Regions from separate parts of the Mus musculus genome. Here all the other regions are linked to region 3. Evidence: chromatin contacts called from public Hi-C and HiChIP or PLAC-seq data. All regions are on one chromosome and are shown on one strand. The core of a region is the stretch at or near the end of the contact, and the rest is flanking DNA. Distances in the headings are between cores, read along the strand shown. Region 1 has its middle 88 kb from the start of Gm23950. Region 2 has its middle 190 kb from the start of Gm23950. Region 3 overlaps Pappa (pregnancy-associated plasma protein A).

Evidence for each region. HiChIP or PLAC-seq counts read pairs in DNA pulled down with a chosen protein or histone mark. A called contact is a pair of places that touch in the nucleus more often than the background predicts.
Region 1: a contact with region 3 is called in a Hi-C map of the C2C12 cell line, with 4 times the contacts expected there. The contact joins two enhancer-like sites. A contact is called at or near these places in 1 of 39 promoter capture datasets (the 3T3-L1 cell line), 2 of 15 datasets of contacts at CTCF or cohesin (both in the NIH/3T3 cell line), 6 of 484 Hi-C or Micro-C datasets (3T3-L1-derived adipocytes, the C2C12 cell line, adipose-derived mesenchymal stem cells and 2 more), 2 of 115 datasets of contacts at active chromatin or transcription factors (the NIH/3T3 cell line and embryonic fibroblasts) and 2 of 9 other capture datasets (embryonic tail and embryonic trunk).
Region 2: a contact with region 3 is called in an SMC1A HiChIP or PLAC-seq map of the NIH/3T3 cell line, with 4 times the contacts expected there. The contact joins two enhancer-like sites. A contact is called at or near these places in 2 of 15 datasets of contacts at CTCF or cohesin (both in the NIH/3T3 cell line).

What each region holds. Positions count from the first base shown.
Region 1 is chr4:64,531,068-64,535,171 of GRCm38.p6, forward strand. No RefSeq gene overlaps it. Among named protein-coding and RNA genes, the nearest start is that of Gm23950, 88 kb to the left of the region's middle. Within about 2 kb of position 2,099, at least 4 of the 459 cell types and tissues checked have an H3K27ac peak or open chromatin away from gene starts, as enhancers often do. A contact at or near this core is called in the C2C12 cell line, where this site is marked.
Region 2 is chr4:64,632,778-64,637,116 of GRCm38.p6, forward strand. No RefSeq gene overlaps it. Among named protein-coding and RNA genes, the nearest start is that of Gm23950, 190 kb to the left of the region's middle. Within about 2 kb of position 2,649, at least 45 of the 459 cell types and tissues checked have an H3K27ac peak or open chromatin away from gene starts, as enhancers often do. A contact at or near this core is called in the NIH/3T3 cell line, where this site is marked.
Region 3 is chr4:65,241,023-65,245,293 of GRCm38.p6, forward strand. The region is part of intron 9 of Pappa (pregnancy-associated plasma protein A); the gene reads left to right. Among named protein-coding and RNA genes, the nearest start is that of Pappa, 120 kb to the left of the region's middle. Within about 2 kb of position 1,844, at least 65 of the 459 cell types and tissues checked have an H3K27ac peak or open chromatin away from gene starts, as enhancers often do. A contact at or near this core is called in the C2C12 cell line and the NIH/3T3 cell line, where this site is marked.

The DNA.
Region 1 (4,104 bases), core at 849-3,348, 710 kb before region 3:
TTTCCTTCAGCTCTAAGGAGACACATAACTCTTCACCAAGGGAAAAGAGATCAAAGTGTTTGCTATCAACAAAACTATTCTTCCCTCCCTCTATGGACAGAAGAATAAATCACAATTAAAGGAGCCGAGAACCTTTAAAAGTGCAGACTTCTTTACTTAAAGGAACATACAACTCCTCAAATGTAGATATAAATAAAACACACTTGACAAGTAGAAGGAAACTATAAATAAACTGAGTAGATGCAAACAATAGAAAGAAATTCCGTTGACTTATAGCTTTCTGATGAATTGCTTGATTTGGTAGATCATTTCTCTTGCCAAGTTTCTACTCTACTATCTTTTCAATGACTGAGAAGATGTCTAGTTTTCATGTTCGAAGTTCGAAGAAAATAGTTCACATGCAAATCTAGGGGCATCACAGCACAAAAGTGTACCTCAAAAGAAAACTAGGTTTGGGGGAGAAAAAGAAAGACTACCTCTCTATTGTCTTTGACCTCACAGTAGGATAAATGACAGTTTTGTAGTACATCAAGCATACTGAAGCCCCAGTTCTGTCCTCTTCCAGTTACATGAATTTGGAGTTGTCACTAATCCACATTTGCCTATGTACTTTTTTTCCTTGAAAAAAAAAAAGAGCTAGAGAGATAGCTCATTTAAAGTGCTTGCCTTGCAAGGATGAGGGACTGAGTTTGAGTCTCAGAACTTACACGGAATAAGATACTGGGTGCAACTGAAGAAAGCTGGGAGTGATGCAGGTGGCCATCTAGCTCCAACAGATCAGGCCTAAAAACGTACATGCAAGAAACATACAGACAAAGTTTGTTATATTTAGGTATGTGTGTGTGTATAGGGAAATACATGCATATATGTCCCTATACATCTATATTGGAGGAAGGGAAAGGAAAGAAGGGATGCTGTAATTATAATTTTTTAAAATGCCTGGTATGGTGGTTTAAGTTTTTAACCCAAGCTATAGGAATATAGAAACAGTCAGATTATTGGGGCTTCTGGCCAGCCAGACTATTTTATTTGATGATATCAGGTGAATGAGAGAACCTGCTCAAAAATAATTAAGTAAATAAGCCAATGAACAATGTCTGATGATGTCTTTTGGCCTCTACCTACGGACATAGGCAAACATACTAACATACTCATAGAGAAAGAAAAAAGAGTAAAATATTTCTGTGTTAGTATGCAAGGGAGCTGGCAGGGTGGGAAGCAGCTGATGGCACAGTGACAACTATCAATGGTAAGTATTTCCCATATCTGACACTCTTGTAAATAACTTCAGACTAACACTATAACACAATATTGTCCCCAGTCCTCTAATGCAGCACTATCATCTTCATTTGACTGGACATATAACCAAGAGCTAGCAAGTTGATCAGAGCTCAGGCTTTAAAACTAAATGTTTGATTTTAAAAAATAATACTTCCCCACCTGGGGATCAATCCCATATACAACCACTAAACCCAGACACTATTGCATATGCCAACAAGATTTTGCTGACAGGACCCTGATATAGCTCTCTCTTGTGAGGCTATGCCAGTGCCTGGCAAATACAGAAGTGGATGTTCACAGTCATCTATTGGATGGAACACAGGGCCCCTAAAGAAGGAGCTAGAGAAAGTACCCAAGGAGCTAAAGGGGTTGGCAACCCTATAGGAGGATCAACAATGTGAACTAACCAGTACCCCACAGAATTGTGTCTCTAGTTGCATATGTAACAGAGGATGGCCTAGTCGGCCATCAATGGGAGGAGAGGTCCTTGGTCTTACAAAGATCATATGCCCCAATACAGGGGAATGCCAGGGCCAGGAAGCGGGAGTGGGTGGGTAGAGGAGCACAGTGGGGGCGGGGGGGGGGCGGGTATAGGGGACTTTGGGGATAACATTTGAAATGTAAATGAAGAAAATATCTAATTAAAAAACAACAAAAACAACAACAAAAAATAAAACAGTTTGGCCAAGGGAAATAAATGTTTTCTTGATCTTGTGTCTCCTCCCTGTCTCTTCAGCCCTGATAGGCTACATGACCCCTGCTGACTACCAGACAGCGAAAGGACAGTTCCTTCAGCTGGGTGCTGTGGCCTTAGCAACCCCTGTATAAAAGCCAAAAGCTTGCTTTCTTAATCAGACGCTCCGTTTGTCTCCCACAGTGTATGCACTAGCCCCAGACACCCACTAGATGGTGATGAGATTCTAGCTTTCATTTGATTTAGCTTTTGCCATGTGAAAAACAAAAACAAAAAAAAAACAACCAAAAAAATACTTTCTATGTCCACAGACATAAATCTGCACATAAATCCTAGATTTGGGAAATCATATACTTGTATAAATTCTTCTTAAACTTTCACCGTGGACTCTGGAGCCTTGGTTACCTTCCTTAAATTCCCCAGCAAATGCCCTTCTACAGACAAGATCCTCTTTGCTCTGGTGTGAGTTGGAAATGGTTAGTATGCTTTGGAGATATATAGTTGTGCTTTCAGAAGCCCGCCATCCTACCTGGCTTTTGCTCCTTGTTCTTTCAAAGAGGACAGTGAATTCAGAGTAGATTCCCACAGCTGCTGACAGAGCACACAGTATTTCAGTTGATTTGTTGATTCCTGATACCAACTATTGTCTATCATGCATGCCTATATGTATCCATTTGGTTAAGACATAAGACATAATGATGATGTCAACAGTGAACTTTGTATAGACTCTTCTATTTTGCCAAGTATGACCTTTGCTTCATATTCCGGATAGCTCAGTAACAGAGAACAGGTTATGTATTCCATTTTTTAGAAGAAAACAGAGCCTCCAGAAATCAAATGAAACACTATGAGTCCACAAGCTTCTCATTTAACATGTCAAATCTTAGAGACAGACACACTTGGGCACACACCTGAAATCTCAAGTACTGCAGAAGCTGATGCTGGATGATTGACTGCAAGGCTTAGAACAGACGGAACAAATTGGTAAGATCCGGTCTCAAAACAAACAACATAGAAACAAACAAACAAACAAACAAAGTTAGAGCTTCAGCTTCATCCTTCTGATTTCTAGTATCAAGTCATTGTCTATTTCTACAAGAGACATAGTGGTATTAACAGAAAATCTCATTCTATTTCTCCTTTTTCAAAGCTTCTGAATTTCATCTTTCTCCAAAGTCCAGAGATCGAGCATAGAAAACAAACCTGTCTCTTCCCTCTCTCTACCCGCAATCCTGGGCCCAGCCCGGCAGTAAATGCTGTGAGAGGAAGAAGAGTACATACTCTATTTCATGGTCCTACAGGATACTCAAGCTTGGAAGGAAGAACCATGATTGTCTCATCTAACCATCACTTTTACATCTAAGAAACCCAAGCCAGGAAAGAGTGGAAATATTCTTATAGATGACGCCATGGGGTAGTGTGAGGTGACCTACTTTTCTTTAATGTGACCTACACCTTGATGTCATTTAGTTTGGAAACAGTGCCCACTTCAATTGCATTCTCTCTAAAATACCATCTAGTTTATTTTTTTTATCAAAAAGGCTACCCCTCTGCATACATACATGTTAACTATTTTAGCATCTTCCAGTTCAGTGCTGTAAAATCTCACCAAACTAAAAATCATTATGCATAACTTCACTTCGTTTCTGAAAATTTTTAGTTTCCTATACTTATTTGTCTTGTTTGATTTGAGACAGAGGCTCCTGAAGTCCAGTCCATCTTTGAATTTTAGGTATCCTAAATCCTGGTTGTCCTGCCTCCATGTTCCTGGTGTTGGGATTACAGATGTGTACTGCCACACTAGGTAGATTCTGTGCAAGAGACTAAACCATGGTCTTATGAATGCTTGACAAACACTCTCCAAACTAAACTATCTTCTCAGCCCCATCTATCATCTTTCATTGCAGTAACAGCAATGTGTTACAGTTACCTTCCTCCTTGCCTGATTCCCCATGACACAGAATGCCCCTCGGGAAAAGAATTAAATCTTAAGCATCTTTGTAACTCTAGATCCTGTTATTATCTTTAGCAAATGGTAGGTGATGGATAATAAGTTGCTAAGAATTATAGTGCTTAGAATTAGTGTGGTACATCAAGACCAAACTGGAAGGGTATTGTCAAAAATTAAA
Region 2 (4,339 bases), core at 1,399-3,898, 610 kb before region 3:
TCTTCAGGAACAAGAAAAGAAAGCTTCGCTTGCTGACTGATAATATTGGTTATACACTGCTTTTAAGGAAAACCTCATTTGTATCCATTTGGTGTGTTTGTGTCCCTTTGATCCAAATGAGGCAAACTTCCTTTTTGGTGGATTCTCTTTTGGTAAATAATATCAAGTTAAGGACATTCAGTATGCTGAGTTTTGGTTGGTCATTTTGTATATATATGTATACACATACATATATATATATATATATATATAATTTATTAAATTATAACTATAATTATAACTAGAATTTTATAATTTCTGGTTTCCCCTCCACAATCTCCCATTACATCCCCCTCCCCTGCCTCTATAAAAGTGCTCCCCCACCCATTTGCCCACCCTTGCTTTACCCATCTAACACCCCCCAATGCTGGGGCATTAAGCCTCCACAGGACCAAAAGCCTACCCTCCCACTGATGCAAGATAAGGCAATTTTCTACCACATATGTAGCTGGAGCCATGGACCCATCTATGTATACTCTTTGGTTGGTAGTTTACTCTCTGGGACCTCTGGGAAATTTGGGTAGTTTATATTGATGTTCTTCCTATGAGGTTGCAATTCCATTCAGCTCTTTCCGTTCTTCCCCTAACTCTCCCATTGCTCTTATACACAAGTTTTCCATGAAATTGAGATGATTCATATAAAAGTCTTATTCATCTAGTATTCTCTACTATGTGTAGTTACTTCTAATTCCATGAGAATGGACCATGAGTTATATCCCTTGTACAGGAAAAATGCATACTTGGGAAAGATAGTTTCATATGGAAACAAGTGTCTGAAGCATGATTTCTTTATAAACACATGCAACAAAAGATGACTTTGTTTAGAGCAGCTAGGTAAGTAGCACAATGAAGACATTAAATATTTGAGAAAACTGGAGAGGAATGGAGTTTGGGACCAATCCTGAGTAGTTCTCTGCTAATATGATTCCTGACCTACCTTAGGTAAACCATTGAGACTACATATGATTTTAAAACTTTTAGTATTTTCACTTTTACAAGGAAATGACATGATTTTAAATATTGTTCCCTTCTACCAAACACTGTGCACTTTCCAAACAATGCACTTACGGTCTAAATCTAAATCATTTATAGCTTTGCCAGCCACTGAAGGTCTTTTTGCAGAAAGAAGGCTAGGTTTTGGCAGAACCACATATATACCTAAAGGACATTGAAAGGTTGTTCCCCAAAGGCCATTTCATGCTGTCAAAAGATTCTATCAAGGACGAGGTCCTGTTCTGCATTACATTCTGTTGAGGTCAGCAGGCAGAGATAGACACTGATAGACTATAAACCTAGGACAATGAAAAATCCATTTTCATGGAGTTTCTGATTTGAGTGAAAATACATCAAAAAGATACAAACCAACCGTCAGGAACATTATAATTTCTAATGATGGTAAGGAAGGAAAGGGCAGCAGAGTAAGAAACTGATGCAAAATTAGTGTTTGTGTGACTGGGCAGTCAGAGAAGCCCTGTAGAGGTCAAGAAGTTTGAGCTGAAAAGGGTCCAAGCAAGAAGGACATAACCACTCAGTGTATTAGAGGCAGAGCTTCTCAACACATTCAAGGAAAAGCTCAGGAAATGCCTTGAACTGACATATGTATGTGATCACAGCATCGATGCCATGTGTGTGGGACTGAGCGACGTACTAGAGAGATCACTGTACAATGACTGAAGTGGAGAAATACCAGGTCACTTATAGCATCATTAGACATGCTGAGGAGTTTGAAACCCAGTGACTTGAAGGTTTTAGAAAAGAAATGGAATGTGATTCCTTTAGAAGATAAATGTTTTTGAAAGTCATCTTTAACCATTTTGGGGATTAGGTTAGAAAGCTGATAAGGAAAGTGTTAGAGAGAAGGCTTCCTGAGAGCTAAGGATGCTTTAAGTCTGAGTGATATTAACATTGATAAAACTGGAAGGGAGAAAAGAGGACAAAATATCGAAGAGGCAGTGGTTACTAGTGAACTGAATATGGCAGGGCTAAATGAAACAGAAATTAACATTTACTTTGTTCAGAGCAATTAGGTGAATACCACAGTGAAGACATCACATAGGGTAGGGAACTGGAGAAGGAAGGAGGTATGAGTGTTATCTTCCCTCTGATTAATCAGGAATATTGCCTATCATTTGAAAATGTCAGTATTTTTCATTTTGCAAAAAAGGCATAGTTTTGCATATTTTACTCCACTAAGCACTCTTCTATTTCCAAACAGAACCAGGATGGACACAGAGTGAGCCTTAAATCGGATTATTGCTTAAAGTATGACAGTAAGGCAGGGCTATGTTGCCAGAAACATTGGGGTTTATGACCATAGCACCAAATGCATGTAATGACCCTGCAGAGGACATATTGTTTCAACTTTACAGAAAAGCCAACTAATGCCAAAGCAGAGCAAAATTAGCCACCCAAGGAATCTGTGACATCTAATGATGTGCTACTCATGAAAGCCATCTACCCGAGGTACCTGTGACCTGTAGGGATGTGCTAATCATGAAAGCCGGGATCCTGACTTCCTGGGATCCTGGTTCCAGGGCTTGTTAATATAGTCACAAACCTGGAAGCATGGCCTATGCATAAACCCCAGAGGATTTTTTTCTCCATAGTTTTACAGTGGCCAGACTCTGACTCATGGAGGGAGAATCAGTGTCCTCATTATGTAGCAAATTCCATGAGCACACACCAAGTGTTGTTTTCTCTAAAAGACTTAAAGTAGCTTCCTCTCTGTCTCCTTCAATCAACACTTGCAGAACTGTGCTCAGGTTAAGGGAGTTCTGCTTGGTTTTTGTATAGACTCTTTGATATGCCCAAACTTCAATGGTTTTTGTTCAATCCCTGGAACCTCAGGCACAGCCAACCCACATGTGGTGGGAAGTGAGGGGAGAGGGAAAGAGGAATGTGAGGGAGACACAAACACAGCACAATGTTTTCTTTCTGAGAAACTTCATCAAGGCTCCAGTTCCAGTGACCTCACCTTTAAGCAATGCCAGCTCCTTTGCTTTAAATCAAAGTTGACTTGTGGTGGTGGTTCACATATTTGGAGACTTACAAGCCTACTGCTTCTGATGTTGCAAAGGGAAATCCTGAGGGCTAATATCTGGCCTTTAAGATCACAGTGGCTGATGATCTTGATATCTTCCATGTTTCACACTGAGACACAGAGGAAAGGTTTGCATGGAAGATGAAACTGTAGATGTGGCAAGCAACATTGAAACTGGGGCATTTAAGGGCATGCATCAGTGAGTGGACAGTCTGCATTCCCTTTCCTATGTATTAAAACTAAATCATAATAACAGGCTCTTTATTTAACTTCCTACTGTAATTCTTGCACCCTGAATTTACATGGTTTCCAAAAGTACTTTATATAAATTTCCTACCCAAATCCTTCCAAGTCTTATTCATCTCAAATAGAACATAATCCATGTATTGTTTGTAGTTGGATCATTTGTAGTCTGATCTCTGGCTATATCCATTATCGATTTCATGGCTACTTCTAGTGCTCATCTCTGAGCAAACGATTCTTACATCCTTGCTATTCCTGAAACCTATCCGACACTCTCAGATTCATGGTTACTAGTGTTGCTCTCTTCTTTAAGCAAACAAAAGGCTCTTTACACTAGAATATTAAAGCTTGTTTATTCATAGTTTTTAAAGTGTTTTCCCTCAAATACCCTCATATTCATGGATAAGAGTATTTCTCTAAGACATAGAAATTCTTCAAATCAGATTGGAGTATGTAAGACCATGAGACTGACTCAATTTTAAAAGAAAAAGACAGAGAGAGAGAGAGAGAGAGAGGAAGAAAGAAAGAAAGAAAGAAAGAAAGAAAGAAAGAAAGAAAGAAAGAAAGAGAAAGAAAGAACATGGTGATTAATTGTTTGTGTATATCCAGCTACTTAGTCAAACATCATTATGGGCTTTTCTGTGATGGTATTTTTGGATAAGATTAACATATGAATCAGTGGATTGAGTAAAGAAATTATTCTCTCTAATATAAGTGGACCTCATCTAATCAATGGAAGATCTGAATAAAAGAGAAAGGCTGACTCCAGTGTAAAAGAAAGTTTGTCTGCTCAATGCCTTTCTTGATGAAACAGAACCTTCAACTGTCAACAGAATCATTAACTGTCTCCATTCTCAGACATTTGAGATCAAAGTGGAATGAACCTTTGGTTCTCTTTCATCCCCATTCTAGCTTGTTTACACACACTGCTACCATCTCCCATAATGTTGAAACTCAGTTCATCAAAAGTAATATATTTCTGTGTCTCTATATCATATCAGTTTTACTTCTGGGGAA
Region 3 (4,271 bases), core at 594-3,093:
CTCCAAAGCTTGAGTCTGTAAAACATTCTAAGAAAAACAGTTCAAGTATAGACAGACAATTTTTCACACCCTTTCCCCAATAGCTCTAATGAGTCAGAGAAGAGAGACTGGAGAGGGGTCGGGGACTGAGGGGTGAGGGCGGGTGCTGTGTACAGGTGAGCATTCTTATCATTGTATGTGTCAAGAATGGTGGCCAGGAGGATAGGCCGCTGTGAAACTGACTTTCATTCACACCACAGCTTGTACATACCATGTTGATGAATACTTCTTATTAAAACAAACACCACCCAGAAAAAGTAAAAAGACCTGGAGCTCATTTGTGGCAGATATCTATCAATATTTTGAAGTGTTACTTTCTGAATCCTGGATTTGGGAAATCAAGATCATTTTTTCAGTAGGGTGGAGCCCAATCCTCATTAGAGCACTAGATAATATCCAATCATCTTCCCGAAGTTACTCTGCAGATTGCGTGGGGACCCACAACTTACCTTCTAGGCTTAACTTCTACCTCAGCAGACAACCAAGCCACAGGTTGGATTTTGAAGCCATATTGAACCTATTTTGATGATCATTCATGAAATGACAGTATCCAAAGTACTTTAGCATCATAGCTGAGGAAACTAGAAAGGTGTGTTATTTCTTATGGAGACTAAGTACCTGGGCCAGAGCAGCTGCCATCTGCCTGAAATTCCCCTCAGGGAAAGCCATTTCTATTCTCCCGCCCTATGAGAGAGCCCTTCATCACTGAGTGTTTCAAATAGATCATTTATTTCATTTATTTTGCTCAAGCTAACCAAAACTGGTTTCTGCTGATTATGTATTAAAATCCTAACTGAAAACTCTCTTCACAAAATAGAAAGAAGTTTAGAAGCATTTCCTGAAACTAGACTTTCCTCTCTCATGTAACTGTAGGGAGTCGGGATTCTGTGGAAGAAGAAGTATCAACCAGAGCAGTCCTTTAGGGAGCAGCATAGTACTAAATGGGGTGGCCCTATGTTGTGCAGCTTTATTCAATATGAGCCTATATGTGGCTCGTATCCCAGATATGAGATCTAAAATTTATTAGGATGTCTCAACTGGCTCAAGGTTCCAAAGGTATGGTGCTCCCTCCAAATTGAATACAGGACCCTGCTTTTTCTCCTCCAGAGCTTTGCCATTGGAATGGACTTCCTTCCTTCCTTCCTTCCTTCCTTCCTTCCTTCCTTCCTTCCTTCCTTTCTTCCTTCCTTCCTTCCTTCCTCCTTCCCTCCCTCCTTCCCTCTCTCCCTCCCTCCCTCCCTTCCTCCTCCTTCTGCTTCTCTTCCTTAATCTATGTCTTCCTCCTCCTTCTTGTCGTTGTCCTCCCCACTCCTCCTCCTCCTCTTCCTCTGCCTTTCTTTGCCACCCTTGTCATCACAGACCATTTAGAAGGGCTGTTTTCTCTGGGCCAGTAACAGCAGTGTGAGGGTGGGTGACAGATTTATGGGGGCATTCCCCTTCACTTTTCAGAAGCCCACACATCCGGAAGTATTCCCAAGGTGCCAATGTGTTATTGTGCAACACTCTGGTGACTTCCCTTTCCCACTTTCCCACCCCCAGTGCCCTAGTCCCCCAGTACATAAGTTTCTTATTACAACAAACACCACCCACAAGACCTCTTGAGTAATGCCGACTGCATTCCCCTTTGCAATGTGGAAATTATCTTGTCCTTTTTCGGCTGTTTAGAACTATAACACACACCAGGCCTGGGGTTTCCTTTAGAAACCATGATATCAGTGAAGTGATAACTCCCCCAGCAGGCTCTGGCTGGAGGCATTGTTCAGCAGCTTTGGGGAGTCCTCTCTAAGGCACTGAGTCATAAATGGCAGACAGGCTGCTGATAAAAGCTGAAGGAGGGAAGGTCAAATTAGTCAGACAAAATGTGCAGGATCCCCTAAAGGGCTTGCAGTTAGTCATAGATCTTGAGCCAACGCTGGAAACATGATCATTTCAGAGAGGACATTTAAGCCCTTACAGAATATGCAACTCTGGGTGCCTTTATATTTCACACTATGTGCTTCACGATAGTCCTGGATAGTTCACTTCTTGTCCTGGCTTAGTGGTAGACCTTGTGCGGTTCAACATCTTGAAACTCGGTTTTTCCCTTTGTGAAAGGCTCTTTTTGTTTTCAAGATCCACCTAATACTGAACATCCTTCATGGCTTGAGGAGATTCAAATTTTGCTGGATGCTGACATAGAGTCAAGAAAACAAATTCATAGAGACTCCCACATCATATCTCTCAGGACTGCAGGCACCCCCCACCATGTGTCTCTTTCTCCCAGCTCCTCTCCCCAGCAGCTCTCAGCCTCACTTTGTCTCCCATCCCTGACAGGGCATCTCCACCCCAGTGTTAGAGCCAGGGCCAGTAACTCAATTAGCACTCCCTAAAGCCCAGTGCCCTCCCTCTCTGTGTGGTAGATACACAGTAAGGGGCTGAGGATCAATCTGCCTGGCCACTAAGTTGCTGGGAGGGCAGGGGGTCACCTAGCCTATGGCCCCTCTGTCAGACCATCCTGGCCCTGACTGAAGCAAGGCGAGAAAGGAAAACAAGAAGATGAATCGTTGTGTCTTCTCAGTGGATATGCCTAGGAGAGTTTAGAACAACAATGACTAAAAAAGAAAACAGTATTTTAGGCTGGAGAGGAGGGAGACAGGGGCTCTGCTGGGAGCTGCATTTATTATTATTTTTCTTTTTAACAGTACTTTCTGTGTAACCGTAATGGAAGAATCCACCTCTCATCTTAGGAAAAAAATAATTTGAGAAACGAAATCAAACATTCCTCATTGCCTAAATTCATTTACAGTTCCCTCTGTTAAAACAAACAAACAAAACATCTCTATATATTGTAACTTTCCCTTCCAAGGCTTTCTGGAAAGAATGCTTTCCTTGACTTAAAGATAGGCCTTTATACAGAAAATAAAAATAAAGTTAAAAAAAAAAGAGGAAGAGATGGGGATGGCCATGATAGGGGTGGCAACGATGGTGATAGAGTCAGGATGTGCACAGCACAAACAGAGCATCAGATGGCATCGTAGTTACCAACACGGCATCTGGCTGAAAATCTGATGCAGAAGCTATATAAACCTGTGCCTCAGTTTTCATCAGCAAAATATATTAGTTATTATTGTTACTACTTAGAGTTGTGATAAGCCAATACAGTTTCTGATCTGAGCCAGGTAGTTTACCATGAGTTTGATCCCCAAAGCAATACAAGTGGAAAAGGGCTCATTTATGATCGGTGTTAAAATAGTGACACTTAGTAGTTTTAAAGGAGTATACATTGTTTTCTTTCATGTTTTACTAGCATGGTTCATTAAAAATTTTACCAGCACTCCCAGCAACTCTAAAACATTACTAAAGTCATCACCCAGTTTGATAAAGGATAAAATTGTAAATCTGAACTATCATGTGCATTGCCCAAGGTCATACTAGATTAGGAGAAGTGGAATTTGCACCAGGTAGGTGGGCTCATTAGGCAGGGCTCCATTTGTTAGATGCCTAATTCCACCAATATTATGCTAAAAAAATTCTGAAATGTCACATATCATTCAACCTTCCAGAGTAGCCTTACACATCTTGCTGACCAGAAAATAGAGGCACTGAGATGGGCTTGAGCGAATTGTCTAAAGTCATCTCACCAGGTAGGTCAGAGAAGAGAGTTCAAATAACAAAGATTGTGTCCCACACCTGGATAAAGTCTTGAATGAGCAGGAGAGTATTATCTGGTCTTTCTGTTTGTTACCATTGAGTCCTAGAAGGACAGAAAGTAAATACACACATACACACACACACACACACACACACACCTTGCTTGTGTCTTTGCCATGCCATATTCACGACTACGAAGAAACAGAAACAAAAGCAAACAAAACAAAAACACGACTCAGTGATGGGACCCTTGGTTCTCAAGTCTTCTCTTTTCCCAATTACAATAGCCAAATTGCTTTCTAACATTTAACATAAGGAGAAAAGAGCACTCAAGTGGATCCCAGTGTCCTGGTTGCACTGGGGAGCTTGGAGCCTAAAGCTGCTATCTGGGTAGCCATGGGTACCTCTCTGCTGCCACCCAGGCTCAGTTTTCCCTTCTGGGAACTAGACAGCATTTGCAAGGTCATAATTCTCTAGCGTACTGAGGGTAATTCAGTGCAGCTCTTGGGCTCATCCTCTTCCTCCCCCTGAATCCTAGAATTGACTGATGCAGAAGCAGACGGTGCATCTGTGGCAGGGCTGGTTCTGAGCCCCACCATTGG